2 separate regions of the Sus scrofa genome follow, and region 1 is linked to region 2. A link is a contact called in public Hi-C data. All regions are on one chromosome and are shown on one strand. The core of a region is the stretch at or near the end of the contact, and the rest is flanking DNA. Distances in the headings are between cores, read along the strand shown. Region 1 has its middle 120 kb from the start of AKR1D1. Region 2 overlaps AKR1D1 (3-oxo-5-beta-steroid 4-dehydrogenase).

Evidence for each region. A called contact is a pair of places that touch in the nucleus more often than the background predicts.
Region 1: a contact with region 2 is called in a Hi-C map of liver, with 3 times the contacts expected there. The contact joins two enhancer-like sites. A contact is called at or near these places in 1 of 5 promoter capture datasets (liver) and 6 of 47 Hi-C or Micro-C datasets (embryonic fibroblasts, fetal liver, liver and 1 more).

What each region holds. Positions count from the first base shown.
Region 1 is chr18:11,413,102-11,415,801 of Sscrofa11.1, reverse strand. No RefSeq gene overlaps it. Among named protein-coding and RNA genes, the nearest start is that of AKR1D1, 120 kb to the left of the region's middle. Within about 2 kb of position 1,326, at least 2 of the 83 cell types and tissues checked have an H3K27ac peak or open chromatin away from gene starts, as enhancers often do. A contact at or near this core is called in fetal liver and liver, where this site is marked.
Region 2 is chr18:11,501,440-11,504,139 of Sscrofa11.1, reverse strand. All of the region lies in intron 1 of AKR1D1 (3-oxo-5-beta-steroid 4-dehydrogenase), which reads left to right. Among named protein-coding and RNA genes, the nearest start is that of AKR1D1, 30 kb to the left of the region's middle. Within about 2 kb of position 1,444, at least 4 of the 83 cell types and tissues checked have an H3K27ac peak or open chromatin away from gene starts, as enhancers often do. A contact at or near this core is called in fetal liver and liver, where this site is marked.

The sequences.
Region 1 (2,700 bases), core at 77-2,576, 88 kb after region 2:
GCTGCAGTTGTAGCTCAGCTTCACTCCCTGGGCCAGGAACTTCTGTATGCTTCAGGTGTGGTCATAAACAAACAAACAAACAAAAACCGCAAACTCACAGTCCCTATTGTCAAATATTTCAGGCGCTTGTGTGGAGGGGGGACCACACCTATAAAAGCATTTTTTAAAGATAGGCATTGGAAAAGAATCCCACTGTTGGTCAAGGAAAATGTATACATATATTTCTTTTCTTCTTCTTTTTTTTTTTTTTTCCACTTTTTAGGGCCGTACATGTGGCATATGGAAGTTCCCAGGCTAGGGGTTGAGTTGGAGCTGTAGCCTGCCAGCCTACACCACAGCCACAACAACTCAGGATCCGAGCCGCATCTGCGACCTGCACCACAGCTTTGGATCCTTAACCCTGAGTGAGGCCAGGGATTGACCCTGCATCTTCATGGATACTAGTTGGGTTCTTTTCTGCCACGCCGCAATGGGAACTCCCGTATACATATATTTCTAAAGCTTGGAAGAGGGAGAGGAGACGGAGACAGTGGGAAAAGCGTGGGAGACGGGAAACAGGAAGAGCAAGAAGGAGAGATGGTCTGCCTGCGCTCGTGCGTGTCACCTCGCCCTTCGCTCTCACTCCTCTCAAGCTTCCCATCTCTTCGGGGATAAATTATATCCCCCCCAAATTCAAATTCACACGCTGAAGTCCTAGCCCCCAGTACTTCAGAATGTAACCTTATTTAGAAGTGTGGTCACTGCCTATGTGGTTGGGTAAGATGAGGCCACAGTGGAGTAGAGTGGATCCTAATCCACTACCACTGGTGTCCTTATAAAAAAGGGACACTTGGACGCAGATAACACAGGAGGGCACCATGTGCAGACAGGCGGAGATCAGGCTGATGCTTTTCTGAGTATAGAACCCCAAAGATAGCCAGCAAACCACCGGAAGCTAGGGGAGAGGCCTGGACCAGTGTCCCTCACAGACTCAGAAGGAACCCACCCTGCTGTCATCTTGATCTCAGACTTAGGGCCTCCAGAACTGCAAGACAGTAAATTTCTGTTAAGCCACCCAGTTTGTGGCACTTTGTTACAGCAGACGAAGCAAACAAATACACTATCCCTCAGGCAAGATCTCCAGCCTCTCAAGCTGACCTCAGCAATAAAAATGGCCTGACTTAGTCAGTGCTTTTTCTGAGCTCAGGTATTGATGACCAGTATCTTTGACCTTCTTGGGGACTTTTGCAAACCCAGAGATATTTGTTAACCCAAATCAATCTCTTTCCTCATCAGAGGCCTCTAATAGGGTATGAAGTACGTCAATACTTACATAACCTGCCTGGAAAAGGAGAAAGCCTACCCACTGATCCATAAAAATACAGGGACTGGAGCAACAAGGACTTTCTGCTCCAGCCTGCAGAGTGTTTTTTGTTTGCTCATTGCTGATCATTCTCCCTGGAGGACCTCCCTCGGGCACCGTCTCCCTCTGTGGATAGTGACACAGAGGGTATTGGAAGAGGCCGTGAGAGACACATAGGCGCCAATCGCATGTCTGCAGGCTTCTGCAATGCAGTGTGTGGCACACTTTCTGACCACAGTTAAGGGAATTTAAAAGACTGAGCTAAATTATAGTTCCCAGGCTTGATATGTCTCTGGAATCCCTGTAAAATTTCAAGCTTTCACTGGTGGCTTCAATTTCTGACCAGTGCAGACTAGTAACTAAATCCTGATATCTTCTGGAGCCCTGGTCCTAGAATGTGAATCTTCCCTAAATCGGAACCGTAGCCATCATGCGTCTCCCTCCAGATACCAAATCCCCAAGTTCTCACTTTACTTGACTAGGGCAGGAGGTAGGGAGGGATAGATAATTGCTTTTAATTATAGTCTCCTTCTAGGCATTGATGTTTTGGCTAGTTTGAGAGCTGAGATGCAGAGCATGATGGGGGAGAATAGCAGTGTTCTTGACAAAAGTACACTGACCTTTGTAGGCCCCCCTTACATCTGGCTATGGGTAATTCTTCCCGCAAAGACTATGCGGCGTTCTTAGAAGAAGGGGGTCCCCTTTAATCCTGTCTTGTGGGGTCATCAGGAAGAGAGAGAATTGCTAAAGGGCTTGGAGCCAGTAGCCTTCATTGAATTCCCGCTGAGGGCCACATGGAGGTCTGGGAGGAATGGCCTTACCAGGAGCTGGTGGAAATGATTGAACATATTATTTTAACTGCGTTGCTATTTGATAATATACTTTGAGCATCTTCGAATTGATATCCATAGATAAGAGTATTTAGGAGTTTTTTGTGTATACTCTTGAATTAGTTTCGATTATCAAATTGGGCTCCTTTCAATATTGAAAAGAGAGAGAAAATTTTTCTTTCACACCCTTCGCTCTAGAACAAATTAAATGAAATTTAAAGTATTTGTTTCTTGGGAGTTGCCGTCATGGCTGAGCAGAAATGAATCTGACTGGCATCCTTGATCCCTGGCCTCGCTCAGTGGGTTAAGATCTAGCATTGCCATGAGCTGTGGTGTAGGTTGCAGACACAGCTAAGATCTGGTGTTGCTGTGGCTGTGGTGTAGGCCAGGGGCTATGGCTCTGGTAGGACCGTAGAACCTCCTATGGAGCCTGGGAACCTCCATATGCCCCAGGTGCGGCCCTAAAAAAGACCAAAAAAAATTTTTTTTTGTTTCTTAAAGTGCTGGTGAAATCTCTCTGAGAATTGC
Region 2 (2,700 bases), core at 195-2,694:
AGAGAAGAGGTAAAATTGTCACTCTATACAGATGACATGATACTATATATAGAACACTTTAACAATTCCACAAAAAAACTACTTGAACTGATCAACAAATTCAGCAAAGTAGCATTTAAGATTAACATTTAGAAATTGGTTGCATTTCTGTATACTCGCAATGAAATATTAGAAAAGGAATATAAAAAAATGCCTTTTAAAGTTGCAGCAAAAAAAAAAAAAAAAAATTAAACACCTAGGAGTAAATCTGACCAAGGAGTGAAATACTTATACATTGTGAACTATAAAACTTTAATAAAGGAACTTAAAAAGAATTCAAAGAAATTCAATGAGAAGATCCCTGGCCTTGCTCATTGTGTCGGGGATCCAGCATTGCTATGAGCTGTTGTGTAGGTTGCAGACTCAGCTCAGATCCCATGTTGCTGTGGCTGCAGGGTAGCCTGGCAGCTACAGTTCCAATCTGACCCCTAGCCTGGGAACTTCCATAGCCCTGAGTATGGCCCTAAAAAGCAAAAAAAAAAAAAAAAAGCAAAAAAAAAAAAGTAAACTGAGATATTATGTTTCACATATCAGACTGGAAAAAATTTGCCCCATTGGAGAGGCTGTGTGGAAGCAGGTACTCTCACCCTTTGATGAAGGGAATGCAAGATGGTACCCCACTCCATGGACCATACCTCCATATTCCCTATGGAGGGAAATTCGGCAATATCTAGTCAATCACACAGACATCTACTCACTCATCTAGCAATCCCTGTTCTGGGAATCTATCCACAGACACAACGGCAAAACATAAAATTACGTGTACACAAGCTTTCACTGCATGAGTTATTCTTATTTTCAAAACCCTCAAAAAAGTCGAAAGAACAGGTGTCAAGGACTCTTTTGCTGGCCCCAGGGCTGAGTCTTTGGTAATCTCTTCTGGTACTATTACATTATTCCATTTATCCAGTTGCTCTGGTTGATGATTAGACCTCCATCAGAATACTGTGACTTGTGTGCACACATATCTATTGACATACTTTACCAATAAATGTGATCTTTGGTCAGAGGCACTGTCGTCTGGTAAATAATTACGGTACGGAAAGATTCTGTCAATACTTACAGTCTGAAAGAATTGCTATGAGCAAGGAAGGCATATCTGACCCAAAGTGTCAACTTCAATGAGAAAAAACTGTCTCTTCTTTGGGAGAAAGGGTCCAGTGTAATCAGTCTATTACCAGTGAACTCACCACAGTCCTCCAGGGAACAGGGCAGTTTCTGCTGCTGTCTTGTTACATACTAAGAAGTAACAGGTTTGTTCTCTAAACACCTACACAACTAGTTAGACCCTACCCATGAATCTGATCTTCAGACCAGTTCTCCTTTCACATAGTGGACAGATAGATATGCCACCCAACATTCCACCCACTGGGAGGATTTTCTTTCTCCTACACCTTCAGGGCTAGTCTGGAGTAAGACCATAGCGAAGCAGTCATCTAGTTCTGTCTGGAGGTGGCGCCACTGAGTATGCCATCTAATTGTAAACCAAACCCTTGGTTTTCTTCCTTTGTTAACGGGTCACATAGAATGTCCATGAAGATGTATGTATAAGAAAATCACAGAATGTCAGGACTGGTAACAACAGTGACTATTACTACCCCTAAGCCTGAAAAAGCAAGAACAGAAACCAACAGAGTGATTGTGTTTCAAATTTTGTTTCTTTTAAAAATCATGTTTTGGTTATTTGTAGTTTTTCCCTATAAAACATCTGCTCATGAAAACATATGTCCATGCAAAGCTTTACACACTAGTGTTCATAACATTATAGAGGCCTACACTAGAAACAATACCAAAGTCCATCAAGGAAGGAATGGACAAACAACTTGGGGCATGTTCATACAAGAGAGTGCTACTCAGTAGTCAAAAAGAAACCAACGGTGTATGCATGCAACGACTTAGATGAATCTCAAAATCATTATGTTGAGTGGAAAAGACAGATGCAAAAGAGTACATAAATTATATTTACATGAAACTCTAGGAATGACCAATCTCATCTATAGTGATCGAAAGCAAATTAGTCACTGCCTGAGGTCTGGGATGGAAAGTTGGAATTTGCCAGGGAGGGACACAAAGGAACTTTTTGAAATGATGGAAATATATCCTATATCTAACTGTGGAAGTGATATGTGGGTATGTAATTTTTCAAAAAATGTATATTCTTAAAACAGGTGCCTTTTATTGTATTTTTACTATGCTTCAAAGAAGGTAATTAAAATGTATAAACCTGTTCTTGTTTCTTCTTTTCAGAGGTTTAATTAACTTCATTTACCTCCTCCTAATTTTGATATTGTCATCATGTTTTAATTACATATATATTTAATAGTCCCAGCATTATATAGTTGTCTTTCAGTTAATAATAATTATTATTTAAAAAAATTTTTGGAGTATAGTTGACTGTTAATGATTATTTAGATTTACCCAAAAGTTGATTCTGGGGAGCTCACTTCATTCCTTCCCTCCCTCCTTTCTTCTTTCCATCACTTTTTCCCTTTCCTGGCTTTAGCTACAATGATTGAGTTATTTCTTTCTCCTTCCAGTGGTTGCTGGCATCGGTACAGCACCTTGCGAAAGCTTGGCATTTCCCTTTGTTGTGGCTCTATATGACATTGATTATTAAGTAAACATGACATTGGTCTGGGGTAAAACTGAACCTGTTCCAGG